2 separate regions of the Sus scrofa genome follow, and region 2 is linked to region 1. The links are chromatin contacts, called in public HiChIP or PLAC-seq maps. All regions are on one chromosome and are shown on one strand. Each heading gives the region's core, a stretch centred on a gene start, on an enhancer-like site or on the middle of the called end of the contact. The rest is flanking DNA. Distances are from core to core; before and after follow the strand shown. Region 1 overlaps BIN3 (bridging integrator 3). Region 2 overlaps LOC106505885 (a long non-coding RNA gene).

What was found. HiChIP or PLAC-seq counts read pairs in DNA pulled down with a chosen protein or histone mark.
Region 2: a contact with region 1 is called in an H3K27ac HiChIP or PLAC-seq map of alveolar macrophages. The contact joins two enhancer-like sites. A contact is called at or near these places in 1 of 47 Hi-C or Micro-C datasets (epiblast stem cells) and 1 of 2 datasets of contacts at active chromatin or transcription factors (alveolar macrophages).

Annotation. Positions count from the first base shown.
Region 1 is chr14:6,906,126-6,913,029 of Sscrofa11.1, reverse strand. The region is part of intron 1 of BIN3 (bridging integrator 3); the gene reads left to right. Among named protein-coding and RNA genes, the nearest start is that of BIN3, 17 kb to the left of the region's middle. Within about 2 kb of position 1,264, at least 25 of the 83 cell types and tissues checked have an H3K27ac peak or open chromatin away from gene starts, as enhancers often do. A contact at or near this core is called in alveolar macrophages, where this site is marked.
Region 2 is chr14:7,318,685-7,325,386 of Sscrofa11.1, reverse strand. LOC106505885 (a long non-coding RNA gene) reads right to left here. Exons shown (of 2, transcript XR_001300721.2): 2 at 5,350-6,702. Among named protein-coding and RNA genes, the nearest start is that of CHMP7, 68 kb to the left of the region's middle. Within about 2 kb of position 2,691, at least 17 of the 83 cell types and tissues checked have an H3K27ac peak or open chromatin away from gene starts, as enhancers often do. A contact at or near this core is called in alveolar macrophages, where this site is marked.

The DNA.
Region 1 (6,904 bases), core at 15-2,514:
GTGTAACCTTGTTCAGGTTCCCCTCTGGGCCTCCGTTTGATCATCATCATCAAAATACCACCGCTACGACCTTTACGACAGATACTTACAGGCTGCTTACACTAGGCCAGGAACCATTAAAGTCATCTAGCTTTTAAGGTGACTCTCTAAGATAGGTACACTCTGACCCTATTTTATAGACAAGGAAACTGAGACACAGGAAGATGAGGTAGCTTGTGCACATCTCACAGCTGGCAGATCTTGAGCCCAGGCAGTCTGACTCCGGGGCACATCCCCTTACCCAGGGCACTGTCTCTTGAGTGAACTGTGGGAGGGCACCGCTTTGAATGAGCTGACAAGCTAGGAAGCACCTAGCACGGAAACCGGCAATAGTAGCTGCTCAATAAATGGCTGCTTTAATGGGCTGTCTCCCCCGACATTTCTGGGATTCGGTCTGTCTTTCCTTCTCAGAGGTCAGCCCAGGGAGCATGGGGAAGGAGGGATCACAGCTGAGCTGGGTGAGTGTTCTGGTCCAAGTGACAGATCAGCCAAGTCACAGAGTCATGCCTTTTATTTTTAAACACACACATACCTCCTCGGACTGGCGGCCAGCGAGGCTCGTGTTCTCCGTGCTCTGGTTTGGGATCCGGCTAATTTAGGGGAAGGACTAAGGTGGGGCCGGAGAGGCTGTGGCCGACCGTAGGCGCTGGAAATGGGTCAGTCACAGCTCTGCCCATTTCCCCTCCTGACACGGTCTCTCACGTCCTTGCCGGGACTGAACTTGCCTCGGCCCTTGGCACCGCAGCCAACTGGCCCTTCAGAGAGGATGGCATCCAACAAGCAGCTGCCGCACCGGAGCCAGCTGACTCCCCCTAAGCCCTGGCCTGGCCCGCCGCACGCTCTCTCCCATTGTCAAGGTGCTGGTAGCCTTGGGGGGCCTCAGACCAGAGAAGGCTAGGGTGACAGAAGGCTGGGAGGAGGGGGGCTCATCCTTCCAGCCTGCAGAAGCTGCTGCCTTTCGCCCACCTTCCTGCTCTTGCCGAGACAGTGACTCAGGCCCAGACCACTCCCCGGGGAGCCAGGATTTCAGCCACTATCAACTGCCGCCTACTCTTTGCTCTGCTCTCCCTTCATTCTCACCTCTCTCCCCTGCCCCCCCCCACCAAAAAAAAAAAAAAACCCTGTCATCTTTGCCCAACTGGAGATATCAGAAAGATACAGGGTGGGGTAGACTGAATCATTGCCTGGTTCTCTCCACCCCCAGCCAGGCCTAGGCCCAGGCCCGTTCAGTCTCGGTGGAAACAAATTCTGGAGGCCAAGCAAAGGCCAGGGAAGAGGGTGTAGGTTTTTAAGCTCTTCTCGGTCATGGAAGTGGAAGACTCTCTGAAGAAGGCGGGGCCCGAGGGATCTGCTGGGGTGACCAGGGGATCCCCACCCAGCTGCCATCTGGGCCTGCCTCTCATCTCTGCCTCTGCAGTGGAGGGGGTGGGGAAACAAAAGATTGAGAAACCTAGCAAATTGAAAATGCACAAGAGCTGGTTTTGTAAATAGACGTTACACAAGAGCAGGAGTTTTTTGGGAAAGGTTTTACTGAGGCAGACAGAATTAGCCAGCTGGCATCATGCTGCTAATGGAGATATTTACTGTTTGAAAAAGTATATTTGTAGCTTTGGAGAACATCCTGTTGACTTTTCTTTATTGTGAAAGAAAATAGAACCTTTTTTCCCCCCCTTCCCCTCTGTACACATAGAACTTTTTTTTCTTTTTGAGGTGGGGCCTGTTGAGGGTTGGGGAAGGGTAGGGCTGAGAGTCATGTTTTCTCCATTTTGTTGCTGAGACCAAAATACCCTTGCTCCTGCCCTCTGGTGCTCACATTTATGGCATGGCAAGTGGAACCAAGTCGGGAACTCTGGTCCGGGGCCGGGAGCTCACAGCCTGCCTGATGGCTTCCAGAACATCAGGATTCTCTGGGGAGCAAGAGACTCTGCCTATGTACCCGATTCCAAGGGGAGACCCCGAGGAAAGCTCTCGGGAGGAGGAGGAACTGAAGTCCGGAGCCCAGTGAACCCCCATGCCCCATCAGCCCGGCTATGCCAGGGCAGCTCCATCCTCGGAGCTGCTGTGATGCTGTCACTCTTGCCACACACTTTCCAAAGCAGCTGCTTCTGAGGGTGTCCCCGCGTTCCTGTTCACAGGATGAAGTTGGGGGTGGGGGATGGTCACCGAGAAGAGGCAGAGGAGCCGGTTGGTGTGCAGTTGCTGTGCTCTTTCCTCTCGCCATCTTTCACCCCCTCAGTGGCAGAGAATCTGATCCCTCCATCAGGGCACCCGCCCCAGTTTTCTGGATATTTCTGTGGCAGAGTGGAGCACCTTTGCTATTTGGCAGCCTGAGAATAAACCCAGCAGGCTCTCCTCCACCCGTCTTTCCACTCAAGCCCTTGAAAATGTCTTCCCTTGACCCCTGCTCTGATAACGTCACCAGGCTTTACTGCCACTGCCAAAGGCCAGCTCCGTTTGTCTCAGTTTCCACTGAATGCACTTTCCCTTGACTCCAGCTGGTACTTGTGGCTGGTGATTCCTCTTTCGGTGGTATTTTGGCCAGGCAAGGATCGAGAGACCAGGGACAATGGCATTACCTTCCTTTGTCTTTTATATAGCCTCATCTAAGAGTAGGTTTTTCAGGAACCCTAAATTATGGCATTTTATAGGGCCCTTGGGGCAGTGGACTCATTTTACTCATCCATTTAATCATTCATTCCCTGCTTACTGGTGCAGAAAACCAGACTCCAAGCTCCATGAGATCATAGAATGAATCTGCCTTATTCATCCTGATGTCCCTAGAACCTCACATAGTGCTAGGCGTGGAGGAGGCCCTTAATACCTAGTTACTGACTGTTCATTCAGTAAAAGGTTGAAAATAGCACTGTGCCTAGTACAGCACTTGCAGGAGTTGGAAAGAAGCGCAAGATTCAGTCTCTGCGCTTGAGGTGCTGATATGTCACGATCAGAAAGCAAAATGTATGCACACCAGAGTTAATTAGCATGTACCTTTTACCAAGCGGAGTTGACTTCAGTAATGAACAGATGGCTCAGTCTTAGGACAAGCATTTGCACAGTTGGTCACAGCACTAGGTTGTAGGAGAACCAACTGGTCAACTAAACGCGTGTTGAAAAGGCATCGATGTAATTCAGAAATTCAGTCTTTGTGTCTCTCAGTAAACTAGGAACAGAAAAATATTTCTTTACTCTTGGGAGGCTTCCTGGCTGAAACCGGGAGCCCTCCTTATTTTTAACAGTGGAAGATCAGACTCAAAGCATTCTTACTAAAGTCAGAGACATTTTTCTACAATTTCTAGCTAATGTAACAAGGAACAAGAAATTTGTATCAAATATGGGGGAAGAAGAGGGTATTTTGCAGTTATTTTCAAATGATATGACTGTCTATTTGGAACCCAATTTTTTGTTTTTTGTGTTTCTTTTTACCCCCCACCAAATTTCTTGGGCTGTATAGGTTAAGTATGTAGATATGGTGACTGATTGTGGGGTAAATATTTAACATCCAGTAGCTTTCCTGGGTATCAGGAGGATAAAATGAAAAAGAGAATCCATTTGTACTATAGCCAAAAATATGAAATTCCATGGAATGCACCTAAGATGTGTAATGCCAAAAATTTCACATATAAGTGTTACATTGGGATGTTAATATCTAACAAAATAAATGTGAAAGACTATATGAAAATAACCCTTGGAGTTCTGGTCATGGCTCAGTGGTTAACGAATCTAAGATCCATGAGGACTCGGGTTCAATCCCTGGCCTCATTCAGTGGGTTAAGGATCCGGCATTGCCGTGAGCTGTGGCGTAGGCTGGCAGCTGTAGCTCCCATTTGACCCCTAGCCTGGGAACTTCCATATGCCGCGGGTATGGCTCTAAAAGCAAAAAAAGTGGGGTGGGGGGAGTGAAAAAACTCACAAATGAAGAAAATACTTGCAAATCATCTATCTTATTAGACTTAGGGACTTGCACCCAGCATATACAAAGAACTCTAAGTCCTACTGTATAGCACAGAGAAGTATATTCAGTATCCTGAAATAAACCGTAGTGGAAAAGAATATGAACAAGAATGTACATACATGTATAACTGAATCACTTTGATGTACACCAGAAACTAACACAACAGTGTAAGTCAACTATACTTCTATTTAAAAAAATAATAACTCTTCCAATTCAGCAGTTTAAAGAAAAAAGATAACCCATTTTTAAAATAGACTAAGAATTCGAATAAATGTTTCTCCCTCATAAATCCTGCAATAAGCACAGTAAAGTGATTTGATTTTTTTTTTTTTTTTTTTTTTTTGGTCTTTTTGCCATTTCTTGGGCCGCTCCCGCAGCATGTGGAGGTTCCCAGGCTAGGGGTCTAATCAGAGCTGCAGCCGCCAGCCTACGCCAGAGCCACAGCAACACGGTATCCGAGCCGCGTCTGACCTACACCACAGCCCACGGCAATGCCAGATCCCCAACCCACTAAGCAAGGCCAGGGATCAGGGTTCCTAATTGGATTTGTTAACCATTGCGCCACGACAGGAACTCCGTGATTTTTTTTTTTTTTTTTTGAACATAAAATCTATAAATTCAGGGAGAGTAGAAGAGGCAGTGACAGCATTTGGGGCCTGGATTGTAGTTACTTGGGGTAACTGAGTTAGCAGTTCCCAGAAAGCCAGATTGTAAACTGGCCTTTAGGAAAACCAAGAGCTTTCATCACAGAATCCTCAGAGTTTCAGGAACCACTGGCCCTAGGTACCCCCGTCAGTGGGGGTGAAGCAAACACTGGGATCAGGAGGACTGTTTGAAAGCTGTTTATAAATTAGTCGCGAGCCATGCCATCTCTTCCCCAGCCCCACTTCACCAGCGACTGTCCCGTCTCGCCCTTGTGGAAGGACCAAGGGCCCCCACCCCCCGGAGAGGGGAGCAGGGAGATTCTCTGCTGGGCACACAGAGGTGGATTTACTGTGTGAAACTAGTAAAGCTTAAGCTTCAGGACCCCTTGCTTGCATGGACCTCATCCAAGGCCCTGGAAGGAACCCTAACCATGTGTCCACATGATCCTGTGTTTCTGTAAACTTCATAAATGTATTTATACTACACTCACTTAAGAAAACCCCTACCTTCCTGTCCTCCTTCCTTTTTTAAAAAATTTTATTGGAGTATAGTTGACTTATAATGCATTAGTTTCAGGTGTACAACAGAGTGAATCAATTATATATATATATGTAATTTATATATATATATAAATTATATATATATATAAATTATATATATATAAATATATATAAATTATATATATATAAATTAATATATATATAAATATATATATATAAAATACACACACACAATCCATTCTTTTCCCCATATGGGTTATTCCATACTGTTGAGTAGATTTCCCTGTGCTAGACAAAAGCTCTTTGTTAATAATCTATTTTATATGCAGTGGTGTGTATATGTTATTCCCATCCTCCTAATTTACCCCTTCCTCCCATCCTTTTTCTTCTTTATACACCCTTCATGTCAGGCAGCTTTGGAGTAGAATAGACCTTTCTTGGAATGGGACTATTGAGGAGGGTTGTTGAGTTGGGAGTGTGCTGTTTTGACCTCAGTTTGACAGATATTTTTTGAAAAACTTTAATGACATGAGAAATTATGGAGTCCTGAGTTAGAAGTGCACAAATAGGTACCTTTTTGTTTTTTGTTTTTTTGTTTTTTGTTTTGTCTTTTTGCTATTTCTTGGGCCGCTCCCTTGGCATATGGAGGTTCCCAGGCTAGGGGTCGAATCGGAGCTATAGCCACCGGCCTACGCCAGAGCCACAGCAACACAGGATCCGAGCCGCGTCTGCAACCTACACCACAGCTCACGGCAACACTGGATCCTTAACCCACTGAGCAAGGGCAGGGACCGAACCCACAACCTCATGGTTCCTAGTCGGATTCGTTAACCACTGCGCCACGACGGGAACTCCTAATAGGTATCTTTTTGGATCCTCTTTAAATTTGTTTTATAACAAAGAGAAAAATTGGATAAAAAATAGAACACAAAGCAAAAGTGACAGAGGTGAGCAATGAAATCAATAGATATTATCCTGAAATCAAGTAAAGTGTAGCAAAACATTGTCACATTGTACTGAAAGCTAGTAATTCATTAAGAGAATAAGACCAATTTTCAATAGGAGTGGTGATTATTTGATAATCTAGTTACTGAAGAGGAGGAGCAAATCATGTGAACACATTGCTAAAACATTTAAATTCTTAGCAGATTTAGCATGAAAGACAACGAAGATAACATAAGACTCATGATATGTCCTCCTACAAGGACATCAATGACAAACTGATTATTCTCATTAATTCAGGGAGCATTTAAGATTAGTCACTGTGCAAGAAAATTTGAAATGTGCCCTGAAATCTTACAGTTTATTTATGAAAGAAACATGAGATTTTCCTAATTTTATAACAATCTGAAAATTTCTGTTATATTTATATATTACCAATAAGCAGGGGGGAAAAAAGCTTTTCTAAACTGTCAGTAACAGAAAACAAATTTCAATCAACCCTTCTAGAGAAAAGGCTAAATTATCTTTCTTTTCTCTCTAAGAAAATGATTTACCAACTCTGTGTCCCATGAAAAGGCAATCATAGACTGTGCAGCCAACAAAATACAGAGAAATGAATATAAAGGTGTGTCAAGTGGATGATTAATTCAAATATGAGGTTATTCTTGATTTTCTGATGTTCATGTTATTTGTCAGCTTTCATAACTTGTAATTTATCATGCTCTTTTTCTCTGTCTAAATAAACATTCACTTTCAGGTCTATTTTTATATTTGTAATTTCATAATCTCTTCTTAAAAAGAGCATGCAAAGTCGTATAAGCTTCAG
Region 2 (6,702 bases), core at 1,442-3,941, 410 kb before region 1:
TTTACTCCATTCTGATTTTTAAATGCATTTTCTCATTTAATAGATAAAAGTTGATGTACAATGTTAATCTGATAGGCCACAAAACAGGCTGTTCTGGTTAGCATAAAAGTCAAGTTAAATTATATTTAAGCCAGAATGACTCCCCCATACCACAATATGTGAGAATTTCTTCTACTATTCCCCCACCTTTTGTGTTTGTTTTGTTTTTAGGGCTGCACCTGCAGCATATGGAAGTTCCCAGGCTAGGGGTCTAACTGGAGCTATAGCCACCGGCCTACACCACAGCTACAGCAATGCAGGATCTGAGCCATGTCTGGGACCTACTCTACAGCTCATGGCAACGCTGGATTCTTAACCCATTGAGTGAGGCCAGGGATTGAACCCACATCCTCATGGATACTAGTAGGGTTCATTAGCTGCTGAGCCACAGTGGGATTTCCTCTTTCCCCCTTTCAATTGCAACTCTTTCAAGAGAAAACATGAATGATTAAAACAATGATCGGGTGGTTGCTGCCTGGGGATGCCCTGGGTTCATAATGTCCTTCAATATTAGGCCTCTTTTTGTTAACAAGTTAACAAAACTTCTGCCACCAGGAGAAAATATTTAACCCAGCTGGGGTTTTATGAGAGCCTAACTGACCTTGGGGAATAGAAATATGAACCTCCATCCTGTTCATCATCCTCTTCCACCTTAGTGGAGGGAAGAAGGAACAGAGAAGTAGGTGTGAAGTGCATAATCCAGATGTCCAGGCTCACTAAAAGACCAAGACCTAGACATAAACGATAGTTCACCACCCCTCCGCTGACACTTTACAACTGCCTTACTTCAGGTCTATTCATTTTACTCAGGATATTACGTGTGGCTGCCAAAAAAACAAGAGACATAAAAGTGAGAAAAAAAATTTTAAGACATAAAGAAAACATCAAAACCAGACTTAGGTATAGTAAGGATACTAAAATTATCAGAGTAGATAATCATTTAATAGCATAATGATTAATATGCTAAGGGAGGGAGTGCTTGCCGTGGCTCAGCAGAAACAAATCTGAACAGCATCCATAAGGATGCAGGTTTGATCCCTGGCCTCACTCAGTGGGTTAAAGATCCAGCATTGCCGTGAGCTGTGGTGTAGGCTGCAGATACGGCTCAGATCAGGCATTGCTGTGGCTGTGGTATAGGCCAGTGGCTACAGTTCTGATTCAATCTCTAGCTGGGTGAAATAAGCATTTGAACTAAGGCACAACCATCCTCTTGGCTGAAAAGGCAGCTGCAAGCCTTTTCAGCTATGCTGCCTCATACCATCCTTCTTGTAATTATGTAGCAACTATGTACCCTACCTCCAAGCCAGCAGCCCTGCTAATTGTGTTCCAAGCATTGCTTATGGGTTCTGCTTCCCTAACCTTGCTTGCTCAGGTCCTTAGAGAGGAACACTGCTCCAGGAAAGGTGGGAGGTCCCGGGCTGCTTACATGGGAAAAATAAGATCCTGTATTGTATAAAAGTTGCTGAGAACAAAGACCTGGTGCTCAGACTCTGAAAGTGACTCCCCTGAGCCTGCCCAGGTGCTGAATAAATCTTGCTTTGCCGCATCTGAGCGCCGTTTGTCTCCTTCCGCTGCCATGGTTTCTGCAATTTCTGTGACATGGGAACCTCCATATGCTGCAGGTGCAGCCCTAAAAAAAAGACAAAAAAAAAATGCTAAGGGATCTAATGGGAAAGGTAGACATCATGAAAGAATAGATGGGCAATGTAAGCCAAGACATACGAAATTCTAAGAACGATCCCAAAAGAAATGCCAGAGATAAAAAACATTATAACAAATGAAGAATGCCTTTAAATGGATTCATCAGTTGGCTGAACATGGCTGAGGAAATAATGTCTGAGCTTTAATGTCTGTCTCAGTAGAAACCTTCAAACTAAAAAGCAATGAGAAAAAGACAAAAAAAGAGAAAATATCCAAGAATAGTAGAATAACTACAAAAGATGTAACACAAGCATTATAAAAATATCAGGAAGAGAAGAAAGAGAGCAAAAGCTAGAAGAAATATTTGAAACCACAGTGAATGACAATTTCCCCCAAATTACTGTCAGACACCAAACCATAGATGCAGAAGCTCAGAGGATACCAAGCAGGATTAATGACAAAAAACTATACTTAGGGATATCATATTTAAACCACAGAAAATCAAAGATAAAGAGAAAATCCTGGAAAAAGCCAAAGGGGGAAAAAAAAAGGTTTACCCATAGGCGAGCAAAGAGAAGAATTACATCCAACTTCTAAGAACTCATGTGGGCAAGAAGAGAGCAGAGTGGAACGTTCAGTTGGGTTGATTAAAAAAACCCACTGAACTAGAATTCGGTTTCCTATAAAATTATCCTTCAAAACTGAAGGAGAACTAGATTCGTTCCCAGAAAAACAAAAATTGAGGGTATTTTTTGCCAGTAGGCTTGCATTGCAAGAAATACTAAGATCTTCAGAGACAAGGAAAATACTGATTCCAGACATAAATCTTAAGTCCTTTCCCCTCTACTCTCTGATTTGTTAATGACCCTCTGCCAGCTCCCAGGTTAGGAAACCTAGCATCCCCTTTTCTCCTCTTACAAAACCCAACTCATGACTTGCCAGTGTTATCATCACCTCCCTCAGATCCTTGCCCGCCTCCACTTTCCTCTTTCACGCTGATGCAATCTAACTATGAGGACAAAGGCCAAATACTGCTTGAAAAGAACCTAGACTGTGAGGCAGAGCTGACAGTGCCAGGGGTGGCAAGGACACTGGTGGACACGAAGGGGAAAGGACCAGAGGGGAAAGGACACAGCAGGGACAGGACCACAGACACAAATGCAGTCAAAGTGACAGGGGGAGGGGACCAGGTGGGAGAGGGGAAACAACAGGGTAAATGACCAGCCACAGCTTTTTCAAGTAGGACCAGACATCGAGTACCTGCATGATCCTGGGGATAGGCTTCCTATGTGTTCCTAGTTAGTCATATTCTGGTTGAGAGACCCAGAAGGTGTGTCCATTTTCAGACGCACACATGCACGCACGCACGTACACACAACACACGTTTGTGTGTGTGTGTGTGTGTGTGTGTGTGTGTGAGAGAGAGAGAGAGAGAGAGAGAGAGAGAGCGAGAAACCAAACGCCAGAGGCAGGGTAAAGGAGGATGAGAAGGGAGGAGGCGCTGTGTTCCAGTTCTTGTCCCACATCAGACCTAAGGACCTCGCCCCTTCCCAGAGGTGAGTCATCAGCTGAGAATTTCCTTTTTCTGGCCCCCTTCAGCAGGAGTGCGAGCTTTGGACTCTCCTAGAAGCAAGTTTGATCCTCGCTCCAGCTAGTTTTCCTGGATCAAGAATCAACTCAAGCGATCTCCTTTGTCCCCTCTGGAGCATACAAACCCTTACATCTGCCTTGCTTCTCTGACATTAAAATGAAATTTGGTAAACTCTGACATCAGCTTCAGATCTGTCCTCCACATCTTCCTGTGGCCGGAGATCTGATTCTATGATTTAAGGTTTCTTTTTAACTCTGTAAAAAAACCCACAGGGTAAATGACCAGCCATCAGCCTTCTCATCTAGGACCAGACATTGAACAGCTGCATGACCCCGGGAAGTCACTTCCCTTCCTCTCAAACCTCACATTTATCATTCCTGAAATGAGGGGTCCCACTGCAGGGACCCTCCAGCCGTGACCCTGTGCTGCCTGAGCGCAGGCCTCAGAGACCAAATGCTCACCTGGGCAGTGGTCAGCAGGGGACCCAGCGTTTCAACCTTGGGGCTGCTCACCTGCCTGCCCACCTCTCCACCAAAGAGTGGGTGACCTCCAGCAAGCCCCATCTACCTATCTGCATCTCTCCTTGCTCATCAGACAAGGGTGATCAGAGTTCCTCCTCACAGGGGTGTGTGAGAATTCAGCGAATGCAGAGGTGTAGAAAGAGCTTGGCCCTTGGAAGAGCTGTATTTCAGCACAATCTCTCTTTAGTGTAGTTATGACTCACAAAGCTGATTTTAATTAAAAAAAAAACCAACCAAAGAAACAGCATTTTCCAACCAGCAATACCATAATCTGGAGCCTCACCTCTGTCAGAGTAAATCTACCAAGGCATCACATCACAGCCTCGCTGGAGATGGCATGAGGTGAGGGTGATGAGAGCTCAGGCCATTTTCTTCCAGTTATTTAGGTTCCTGGTCTCATTTCCTCCACCAGACTGTGAGTTCCCAGGAACAGGAGAAACATGGAGTCCTTTGTTCCTCTTCCCCAAGACCCAGACCTTCCCATAGGGAAGGGCTCATCAGCTGTCTGGTGGGTGAATAAGAGCACCCTCCCCAGGACACAAAGGAGGTGAGCCTAGGGTTGGCTTCAGTGTCCCGCCTTAGGACAGTCTCCAGGCTGCAGCTCAGGAAGGGACCCAACAGGAGCACTGTGGCCTCTGTTGAGGGGACAGAGAAGAGTTCCAGGAGGCTGAATGCAGGGCAGAGAACTGGAGAAGATGCACTGGGAGAGCTCTGGAAATGTATAGAAGGGCCCATTCAGTGTCTGGGTGACTGGTGTTCTGTGCACCCATGGGAGGCACCCACCCCAGGCTGCAAAGAGGTTATGGTGAATTAGCTGACAAAAGCTCAAGGCTCGCCCAAGGGCTGGGAACTGTTCATGAGCCCATTAACCAAAATGGACACATTGCATAATCCCAGTGCCAAGTAGTTTTCAGAGGTTAACCATTAACTAACTCTGAATACTTAACTAAACCCCCAATTACTTAATAATGAAGTGCTTACAGCTGAACACTGAAATTGTCTTTATACTATACTTTTGAAAGTTGCCATTCCTTTGGCCAGAAGAAAGAATGAAATAATGCCATTTGCAGCAACATGGATGGATCTAGAGATTATCATATCAAGTGAAGTAAATCAGAGAGAGAAAGACAAATATCATATGATATCACTTATATGTGGAATCTAACGAAATGATATAAATGAACTTATTTACAAAACAAAAACAGACTCACAGACTGAAAAACAAATGCTTAGCCAAAGGGGAAAGGGAGGGAGAGATAAACTAGGAATTTGGGATTAACAGATACATACTACTATATATAAAATAGATAAGCAACAAGGACCTACTGTGTAATACAGGGAACTATGTTCAATATTTTGTAATAGCCTATAATGGAAAAGAGTCTGAAAAAGAGTATAATGTGTGTGTAAAACTGAATCACTCTGCTGTACCCCTGAAATTAACATAACACTGTAAATCAACTATAACTAAGAAAGAAAAAGTCATAATTCCTACTTACCCTGTTGCATAAACTGCAAAAACCGTGGCAGCGGAAGGAGACAAAGGGCACTCAGAGATGCGCAAAAACAAGCTTTATTCAGTACCGGTGCCGGTTCAAAGGAGTCACCTCCAGAGCTTGAGCACCAGGTCTTTGTTCTCAGCAACTTTTACACAAGACCTTGTTTTTCCCATGTAAGCAGCCTGGGACTTCCCCCCTCCCCTAGGAGACAGTGTTTTCCCTACGAAACTGAGCAAGTGAAACCTACCAAAGTGAAACTGATAAGCACTGCTTGGAACAAGTTTAGCAGGGCTGCTGGTTTAGGTATAGGGTACATAGTTGCTATATAATTATAAGAAGGATGGTATGAGGGGAGCAGAGTTGAAAGGCTTGCAACTGCCTTTTCAGCCAAGGCGGCGGGGGGGGGGGGGGGGGGTTGTCTCTTACTTCATTCCCCCCTCTTGATGTTCAGGATGCGTCTGTGCCCGTCAGAGATCGTCATGGGTCATTACCTGTTGGTAACCTTTTATAAGTAGCAGGTCGGAGGCTGTTTTTCTTTCAACCATGGTTTCTATAAAACCTTTTATAATGTTTCTCAGAAGAGGTATAAAGCAGGGAAGAGGTAGGCACGCCGAGAGTATGACCATGATTATTCCGACTATTGGCTTAATTCCTCCAGCCAGGAGAAACATCCACCAAAGAGACTGTCCGTGTCCCATCCCTTCCAAGTCTGTACAGGCACGTAGACAATTTTAGTCATGCGGTCAGCAATTTCTTCTATCATCTTTCCGGTGTCATCTATTTGTGGACAACAATTATTCAAGTTAAACTTTCCACAAACCCCTCTTTCAGAAGCAGGTATATCTCTTGTGGAAGATAAGGCAGTTTATTTACTGGGCAGCCAATTGCTCAAGCTTCAGCCATGCGTTGACTGACTAGCTTCTGATGTGGTCAGAGCTGGGCTTTGAGATCGTTGTCTCTTCCTCTGTATTGTCAGGCACAGAGGTCTCTCCGGATCCAGGGCAGTTTCCCATTCCTCTCAGTCATCAGCTGGGCCAGCCGGTTTAACCCTGGAATGATGGATCCAAGCATCTATTCCTGTTACTTTGAGAGCAGTGGCGGTGGTTAGAATTACAGTATAGGGGCCCTTCCATACCGTCCTTCAAGGCTTTTTTTTTCCAGTCCTTTATCGACACTTGGTCCCCCCGGCTTGTGGGGGTGTACTGTTATGCTAAAGACACAGGTATTCTATCTGTGACCCATCTATGTATTTGCGAGATGGTGAGCCCCAGTCCCTGCAATTGCTTATGTAACTCCAAGTCTCCCAACTCCCTGGTGTTTCCTCTCAAATTGATCAGTGGAGGTGGCTTCCCATATAAGATTTCAAATGGTGAGAATCCTATTCCCACTCGGGGTGAGCATCTCACTTTTA